Regions from separate parts of the Ovis canadensis genome. Here region 1 is linked to region 2. Evidence: chromatin contacts called from public Hi-C data. All regions are on one chromosome and are shown on one strand. Each heading gives the region's core, a stretch centred on a gene start, on an enhancer-like site or on the middle of the called end of the contact. The rest is flanking DNA. Distances are from core to core; before and after follow the strand shown.

Region 1 (4,462 bases), core at 1,090-3,589, 180 kb before region 2:
CCTCTTCTCTCCAAGGGCCCTGTCGCTCCCACTCCGGCCCCGGCTAGAGCTCCCGGGCTGCCCAGGGCCGGGGGATACGAGTGGCGACTTTCCTGGCAGCCGAACCCCGAGGGCCGATGAGCGCACAGTCGGTCCAGGGCAGCGTGGAGCTCGGGGTAGGCGGACGGCACCCCTCCAGAGGAATAGCCCGCCGGAACCCCGGGCATGGGTGGGCCAAACAGGCATGGCCCGGCAGGCAGGGGGCTTCCGTGGCGCTGGTCGTAGCCCATGCTGATGCCGCTGGTACGGTTGCTGCAGGGTCGGCTACCTCCGGCTCCACCAGCCCCCGCCCCGTCCAGCAGCAGACTGCCCCGGGGACTGGACGGCTTGCTCGCGTCGCTGGCTGAGCTACTGGCGAAACTGGAGCGGGGGCTTAGGGCTGGGGCCGTGGTCTCCAGCCGAAAGTCGGGGGGCAACGACTGAGGTAGAGGCAAGGCCCGGGAGGGAGGCGGTCCCCCCGGAAAGGAGCCTTCGTAGCGCGGCACCTCAAAGGAGCCGCGCGGGTTCCGCTCAGCTTCCAAGGGGCCTTGCTCCAGGGCTGGCTCCAACGGCTCATCCCCAGGTCCCCCAGCAGCTCCACGGGGCCCTGATTTCCTTGGTCCCCCCAGCCCACTCAGGCGTCCCTTGCCCGGCCCGGGGGTCCCATCAGACCCAGACCGGCTAGATTCACCCTTTCTGCGGCCGAACTTCGCGCTGCCGGAGTCCGAGAGTCTTAACTTCTCCAGCAGGCGACTGGCTTTCTCCCCTAAACGCTCCATGCCCTCGGGTCTGGGGCGTCCAGCCCCCTCCCCGCCCGGCACCCTGCAGCGTCTCGGCTGCCGCTTCTCTTTCCCTGCGGCCGGACTCCGGTTCCCGAGGGGCACAGGATAGGCACAGGGGTTTAGCGGGCGGTCCGGATGCCCGGCGCCAAGAATCCCGCAGCATCCCCCAGCGAGAGGGGTTTCGTCCCCCCGCGCATCAGGGGTTAAGCGGGGCTAGAAGGGCCTACGGCCGCGGCTGTCCCGTCCGCAGGTCTATCTGTTCACGCGTAGACTCGCCCAACAGCCCCCACTCTCCCCAGCCCCCGCCCCCCTCGCTCACACTCAGCACCGACTCAACTTCTCTCCCAAACTTTTGTCTGCCTGGCCGGATCTACTTTCCTGGAGGGCGGAGCGCCGAACGCGAGAGGAACAGGGGTGTCGGCGCAGGAATCCAGTGCACCGGTAAGGGGTGGGGGGGTGCGGGTGCTGGTGCTAAGTGTACCGGAGCTGGAGATCCGCCGGCTGTAGGCGAAAGGAGGGCGGGGGGCAGTTTAGGCAGTTGCTACTACATCACTCAAGAATTAGGACAGGAAAAAGTGGGTGAGGGGAGGGGAACTCTTTGTTCGCAGTTGGAATGCGCGGAGGGGCACGGTGGAATGTCGCGATTCGAGACCGGGCGACGCGAGGCTTGTTCTGCGCAAACACCGTGACTTTGTTCCTAGTGTGGGAACTGTGGGAGAGACGAGCAGGGACTGATACAGAAGTCCTGTCGTGAGATAGAGGGAAGAAAGGCAGATACATAGAGAGGTTCAGAGACGCGAGACGCGTAAGAGCCCAGCAAAGCGAGGAAGCTTATATAGAGAGGTGGTGGAAGACAGGTATGGAGAGGAGAAAACGACCAAAGGGGATCGTGAGTGGTGCGGGGATGGAAGGCTGGATAGACCTAGAAAGTGACAAATTCGTGCAAATCCAGCGAGAATGAGAGAAAAACAGATAAGCTGAGATAAAAAGACAACTCTCTGAACCTAGAGCTCTGTAATGGGTGGGAGGGAGCCTTAGTGTGTGAAAAAGGAGAGGAAACGGCTGGGGACTAATCTCTCCCTTCAGGGTAGGACAGATAGAAGGATAGATAGACACCCCCTGGTGTTGGGAAATGAGATTTTTAGCAAATATAGCAAGTGACTGGGTATAGAAGGCCTGGTTTGAGGGTTAGCAAACACCCTTGGTTGACCCATAGGAGACTGGTGATCAAGAGTAAGTACTAACCTAAGGGGAAGAAGAAAAAAAAAAGTCATTTAGAGGCGATAGCAAGTGAAGATGATCAAGGTGGAAAAGGAAAAGAAGCTGATCTTGGAGGATCAAGAATAAGGAAAAGAGGAAGCCACGGCTGAAGCTGAATGTACCTAATTAAATATCAGCCAACTGATTTTGCCCAGACTAGCACATGGGGCGTGGGGGAGGGGAACGGAGAAAGAAATGACTCCTTTGTATTTAGATAGTAAATTAGTATGAAAATGATATGCAAACAAATCGTGCATATATTTTCATCTCAACATTTTGAACACCTTTTATAATCTTAGTGTAGCCTTAGGGAATGAAGAAAGAAAGGAGGTTAATATCTTTGGGGAAATCAATTTGGCACAAACTATTAGGCTTCTTTGTCCTAGCTGTATTGTCTCCCTGACCTCATCTCTCCTGAAAAGCAGCCTGTTTCCCAGATCAGGCCTACAGCTTTTCTCTGATCCAGAGGAGAGTTTGCTCTCAGACTGGAAGCAGGGAGAAGGAAAGCATTAGTAAGGGAGCTATCAGGTTGCATCTAGAACAGGCTGTGAGCTATGTCTTCAGGATCAACCAGAAGGTTCTCCCTCCTCTCCTATCTCCACATGGGGAAGGAGAAACTGGATTCTTCCTTCCAGTTACTTACATCCTCCAATATTTGTGAATTTCGTTCCTCTGGGATTAGAATGGGAGAGTAAATCTTATGAAAAGTTGACATGCCATTAAAGGAGGCCCATCCAGGAGTTGGTGGTGCAGCAATGGACAGAGTTGGGATCAACAACCTGTGTTTTCAGGGGATAACAGAAAGCAGACACAGATGGGGGAGGGGGTGGTGTGCTGACAGGGTATGCTCCAGTAGTGCTCATTACCTTGGAGTAGACACTCCATAGTCTGAGCTGCAGCTAGGAGCTCCACAGGCCCTGCTGTCCATGCCCTTAATTAAGCTCTATATACACTGGTGATTCCCAAATCCACCTCTCTAGCCCAGATCTTCTTGGACTTAAAAAACTCAGCTGACGACTAGCATCTTCACTTGGTTGTCTCAAAGGCACACAACACTCTAAATTGACCTCACCTTCCCTGCCTCCCAAAACTGGCTCCTCCAGCATTTCCTGAGTGAATGATATCATTTTTTTTAACCACTTAGCTACTTACACCAGAAACCTGAATATCAACCTTATGTCTTCCTCCCTTAACCTCAAACCCAACTGAATCCTATCACCATTTATCAATTCTGCTTCTGAAATATCTTTCAAATCTGTCCTTTCCTCATTGCTACTATATGTATATATGGCCTATATATATGTGTATATGGCCTATATCTCAGGCCACCATCTTTTCTCTCCTGGACCACTGCAAAAGTCTCCCTGCCTAGGCTTTCTCTCCTTCCCATCCATTGTATACACTGAAGTGAAGTGATTCTTCAGAAACACAAACTGATCATCTTATTTCCCTGTTAAAAACTTGTCAACGAGCAAATTCACTGACAGTGGTTAAGACTCCATGCTCTCACTGCTGAGGGCCCAGTTTCCATCCCTGGTCGGGGGAGGTTCAAATCCTGTAATCCCTGTGGCATAGCCAAAAATATATATTTTACAGAGTCTGTCTGCCCATTCAGTCTCTTCTCTCGGCATCATCCCCTCCTGCAGCAGAACTGCACTTTGTCTGTGCTCTCTCTTGCCTCTGGACTTCTGTACGTGCTGGTTTCCCTAGGTTTGGAACACTCTCTCTGCCTCCTCTTCCTTCCTGGTTAACTTCTCCTCGTCTTCCAAGCATCGGTCTAAACACTCCTCTGAGAAGCCTTTCCAGACCAGAGCAAGTTTAGCTACCCCTGTGGTACACAGCCATAGTACACACACATCCCCATCATCACACTTATCATAGTTCATTTCATTGCCTACTTAAATGCCTGGTTTCCTGACTAGATGATAAAACTGCTCAGCATCTAGCCTGTTCAACAGAGTATCCACAGCACCTAGCACAGTACCTGACACCTAGTAAGCAGTCCATATGTTATATGACTGACTGAACAAAGAGAAAGCCATGTTTACGTCTCAGTTTATCCAAAAATGCACACATTCTCTGTGTTTGTGTGTATGTTCTAAATTTGTGCTTATGCATACACAAACACACATACACACACCTTCTTCAAAATACAGTTTGGCTGACAGAACTAAGAAATAGCTAGCAAGCTGCATATACTGCTTGGTCACACGGTGGGAAAGCAGCTGTTGGTGAGACAGGGGAATTCTTTAAACCTTAATTTCCTCATGTGTAAGGCAGGAATAATAAATGCTTCCTTATATAATTGAATAAACAAAAGCTATTACTTCTAGATCCCAACTCCCAAATAGGCGCGGAGCTTGTGCTCTGCTCAGAAGCATCAAGTCCATGACTGAGACTGT
Region 2 (5,066 bases), core at 73-2,572:
CAGTGCAGAGTCCAGAGACCTATATTTTCAACAAGCTTGCAGGCAACACTGACCATCAGCCAGGAGTGTGTCCCTTAAGTGCTCCATTCCCCAAACACTGGACAGAACTGACTGGTTTGGGAGAAGAGATGTATGATATACAACACTTCCTATACCTCTCAAACTTAATCCGTTCGTGCAGGCGAAAGCACAGGTGAATGACAACCCTTTTCTAAGGGAGCAGGACACAGAAACAGTGCTTTGCGGGGCTGGGGGACTGAGGGATTAAGGTTCTACTAGAGGACCTCCAGACAAGGAGGAATGGTCGGTGGGAAAAGGAATTGGACTCACCTACAATGATAGCACAAGCACTGACCAATCCAATCTCTTTCTTCAGGGCCACTCCGCCCCCTCCAGAATCCGCCTCCTGCGACTCGCTCCCACCTGGGTGGTTCTTTTCAGTGTTGTTCCGGTGCCTGGCTCCTTTTTCCATGTTTCTCAATAGGATTTCAACCTCCGAAAGGGATCTCTCTTTCTAAATGCATATGGGTGTAAATATATTTAGAGAGAGAGCCTTTCAAATGGAAACGTCCTTTTCCATCGTAAGGACCACTCCTACCCTCTTAAATAAATAAATAAATAAAAGACCCAGGCAGATAAAAGCGAAAGATGAAAATATTCCTATTCCGTCTTGACACTTTCTTGTCACACGTGCTTACAAACAAGGAAAGTGTTGTTAAAATGGGGGCAAGGGGGAGAGACACAGACATTTAAATGTAAAAATAGAACTGCCCCAGCTACTCCGGCTGGAATTCTCCTGAAAGGGATGTATCCTTCAGAAACCAGGACCGTTTTGCGCTGTGTACCAGGCAGTGGCTTATTTCAGAGCTTCAAAGAGGTAGTCTGGATTTCCCTCAGCTATCCCCCTAAGAAAACAGAGATTGTCTTTACCTCCCTTTATCCTTTTATGAGGATAAAAGTAGTTTTCATTAACTGAAAGGGAAAAAGGCAATCCTCCGGTACTTTCTTCTCTTTCAGCGGACCTGACCGATTTGCTCCGGGTCCTGTTTCCACCTGGCGTGGGTTCCTTCCCCCTCGCGTCTCCTGCCTTCCGCTTTCTCCAGAGGTCCTCTTCGGTCTCGCTCGTTTTCTTGTCCTTGTTTTCCTCCTTCCGATCTCCGTCAGTCCTCAGGGCACAGCCCGCGCCATCCCTGGTGGTTCCAGGAGAGTGCCTCTAGCACAAACGAACGTGCTTCCCTTTTAGCGAGGGGTTTTAAGTGCTGGGCTAGCTCCGCCTCCCACCTCCAGCGTTGCTCTCCATCCTCCGTCTCCTCCCTCCTGTTCAATGTAAATAGCAGCACACAGTCCCCAAAGATCACCGACAAGATGGATGAAAAGATTTCTCTTTAGTCGATCTTCTCCCTTGTCTCCATCTTTCTCTTTGTAAGTAGTGGAAGTAAAATCCTCCCAGGTCGACTGTTCGGGAGAGTCCAGGAGCTAGTATAGCATTACAGGTCATTCAGCAGACGTGGGCTTTATAAATAAGGGACCGGTTGTGCAGACTCTTCAATGCCATCAGAAATACAGTGGCGAATGTATTAAAATATTTATGTCTGGAAGATTTGAAGGAGAGAAGGCAGTAGGAACGTTATCTTCGAGTATCTGAAAATAGGAGGAAATCGGGGGTGGGAAAGGGGAATGGAAAGAATTAAGACTAGTGGAAAAGAGGTTCATTTAGTATAATTGTGAGCAGCCTTGAAGAGTACAGTGGAAACAGAAGTACCCGGAAGAAATGGTGGCCTTAGTGATCACATCTCTTACTAATATTTAGTGTTAGATGAAACAGGGAAAAAAAAAAAAAGACCTCAACCCTGGTCCCAGGAAAAAAATGACACAAAATCTGGTGGAATGGGCCTTTTATAGCTTCTAATATTATGTTTTGCATAATGAAATTATTAGAAGGGCAGACCAGAGAGGAGGTGGGGAGTTATTATCAGCACCTCTCTGATCATGAAGCAGATTGTTGATGTTAAGAGATGACTTACTTCCATATTGATATTGTATCTAGTTTTCTGTGAAGAATTCTACCCAGAAACTCCTGCCTGAGGTGAGAGCAATGACGTCTATATAATTGCAAAGTACTCTGAAAAAACAGCAGAAAGCAATATAGCAGACAAAAGTATAAATCTAAAATGAAATTATTTTGAAAATGTGTTATATACATTATGCAAAAGCACTTGAGTTTAAAGTGGGTCTAAAAAGAAAGTTCCCAAGTTGACACTAAGTGTGGGAACTTGGCCTCACTTTCTGCAGAATGTTCCAAAAAATTTTGAATTTTAAGAAAAGTAAATACTTAATTTCCTTAAAGTGGGGATGGTTGAGCTGCTGTAGGAAGGTCTTTTCCAAATGGGGTAAAGTCCAATCAACAATCTTTTCCACTTCTTCCCTTGACCACTCAGCAAGTATTAAGAGGTTTCAAAGGTTGAGAGTTCAACTGCTTCTCCTTCTGCAGTTCATGATACAATAAATTGAAAGCCTCAGCAAAAAAAAAAAAAAAAGGTGGGGGGTAGTGATGCAAAAAGGATTTTTTTTCTTAACAAAAGGAGCAGAGAACAGACAAGGCAAGGAATATATAGCCCAAAACTTCACAGAAGGGGATGAGTCATGAGAAATGAAAAAAATTTGAATTGCTTTTGGCCTTTCCTCATGACATCCGAGAGTATCAATTCTTTCATTTTGAAACGTCTGCTCAAATTTCAACATCAAGGTATAAACCAATCTTTCTGCTTACAAATATGAATTCTTTCAGTAATGTTTCAATTCAAAAGGTGTAGATTTAGTATGAGATAAAATAAAAATATGATGAATTCAAGGTCTCTTGCCTAAACTGGTGCTAACTGACCACAATAAGGTAAGCTTTAGCCATCTCAATTTATGAACTAAGAAGCTAAAAGAGGAATGGGATCAAATACAAGCATGGAATGCAATTAAGCACACTCAATTGGAAAGAAGGGTTGTTGAAGATTAATATTTCTATTTTTTTTGCACTTGAAGGTTATAAGTGGCTTATGATTATCTACTAATGATATAATGTGAAAGCTAGAAAAGGAATCTCCACCCCTTCTCCCTCCACAAGACCATTCATGTATATTATATGGCTCCCTCCAGGTTGGGATCTTTTTGTGAAATAAATCCTAAGTGTGTCAAAATTCCACATGGCTAACATGGAACTCAGGAGAGAAAGAAAAGTCTTCCTGTGATATGTTGAGAAAAATCTGTAAGAATAATTAACTGAAGGTTCAATTTTGAGCACTGAATTCTTCTTTATTCATAACTAATGTACATTTGCCTTTATAACTTTGAATCTACTATCCATATTTAAATAATACATTATCTACAAACTGTTTTCTGCACAATATCTTGACTTTTTTTTTTCTCATTAAATACTATGGGTAGACAAGACTATTATTTTTTCCTCTTTTAAAGATTAGGAAGCTGAGGCTCGGAGAAATGTCTTATCTGAGGACAAAGATAGGGCACCTTTGGACAGACAGGATATCAAATGGTTTACACTGAGATCTTTTCCCAGGACACTGCAGCTACTTGCTGATTCCTCAGCTTCTTCCACCTGAGAGAGACGAAGACCTTTGATCAGGGCCATGTCCAAATCTTCTTGGGTTGTTATCACAACTGTGCCAGAGCTCCACCTTGATATCACACCTGATATTTGTTCAGTGAGACCCACAGGTTTTAACCTGTCCCCTACTCCTCTACTTGTACCCTTTTCCCATAGTCCCACAGTCCTTTCCAGGTACTTTAATACAACTCTGGTTCCAGAATCACTGTTTACTGGGTCACTGTTTACTATTGTTTTTCATGCTTAAGATGAGAAGAAATTAATCTTTTTACCCAGGGAAAGGATGGGTAAGAGGGTAGTTTTCTTAGGAATCTGCAGTTAGGAAGAGAAAGGCTGTGTGAGGCTGACATCTACTGCACAAAGAGGGGTATAGCATGGGGGACACTACTTGTGTAATAGTGGAACAAAAGCCATGTTTCAGTATTCCCCTTTCAAAACAACAGATAAGAAGTAACTGTTAATGCAGAGCAGTAGAGCACAAAGCACATTCACTCCATTTCTGACTTTTTTTTTTTTTTGCCTTGTTGCATGGCTTTCATGATTTCAGTTCCCTGGCCAGGGATCAAACCTGGGCCATGGCAATGAAAGCCCCTGGACCACTGGACCACCAGGGAATTCTCTTGACTTCTTTTTCTGGACAAGCATTTTATTCTTGTTCCTTGTAGCCGAGCTGTGAAGTCTGAGGTCGCTAAAAGAGGACCCAAATCTCTTTCTGGAGAGAACTCACAGTCCATGCTCCCAATCCACTCTTCTCGCACCTTCCTGCCCAAAGTCAGAAGGGAGCCATGATTTCAATTAGAGCCAGCTTTCTTCCTGGAATCCCAGGGACCAGCCTATAGTGAAACTGTGGCTTCCTGAGCTAGTGGTTCTAAGAGCCTTTGTTTCATTAAAAATGGAAAGCAGATGAAAATTAGTGAGTAAAGAAGAAGGAAGGAAGGAAGGAAGGAAGGAAGAAAAGGCCAAAACGGGTAAGAAAAAAAAGAAGGTAGAATGAGGAGATGCCCTCAGTTAAGCCCTTTCAAGGGTATGCTCTGTTTGCCTTTCAGACATATTCCTAAATTGAAAGGAACTTGTATCTTCCCGGGTTTATGTAGTCCTGAGAATTTGGATGGAGCAGACCCTGTTTTGTTATGATGGTCCATTAATTCATGCTTTTCTGGAGATAATGATGAATCCTTGCTCTGACACTAGAGATAAAAATTCCAGCATATTATTCTCCTGTCTGCTGCACTTGGCTGCTTTCCATGGAACTAGCCCAGCACTAGTGGGAAAGAAAGAAAGACACACCCCCTGAGGCAGACTGCATGTCCTTCACTCCTTTACTGGCCACATCTATCATGGCACCTTGGTATTCTTCTTTTTAGGATTTAGGTGACTTTAGTTTTGAGTACTTAAATATGAAACTGCCACCTCCTCACTGGTTTTAACCGAGGAGTTGTATTTACCAAAG

Evidence for each region. A called contact is a pair of places that touch in the nucleus more often than the background predicts.
Region 1: a Hi-C map of lung shows a contact between it and region 2, with 4 times the contacts expected there. The contact joins the promoter of AJUBA here to the promoter of RNF212B in region 2. A contact is called at or near these places in 2 of 2 Hi-C or Micro-C datasets (fibroblasts and lung).

What each region holds. Positions count from the first base shown.
Region 1 is chr7:34,186,387-34,190,848 of ARS-UI_OviCan_v2, reverse strand. AJUBA (ajuba LIM protein) reads right to left here and starts at 2,339. Exons shown (of 8, transcript XM_069595735.1): 1 at 1-2,339. The coding sequence starts at 797. It overlaps LOC138443412 (a long non-coding RNA gene), which reads left to right. Exons shown (of 2, transcript XR_011258134.1): 1 at 1-1,241.
Region 2 is chr7:34,003,817-34,008,882 of ARS-UI_OviCan_v2, reverse strand. RNF212B (ring finger protein 212B) reads left to right here and starts at 1,322. Exons shown (of 14, transcript XM_069597735.1): 1 at 1,322-1,422. It overlaps SLC7A8 (solute carrier family 7 member 8), which reads right to left and starts at 1,230. Exons shown (of 12, transcript XM_069597726.1): 1 at 931-1,230; 2 at 331-514. The coding sequence starts at 472.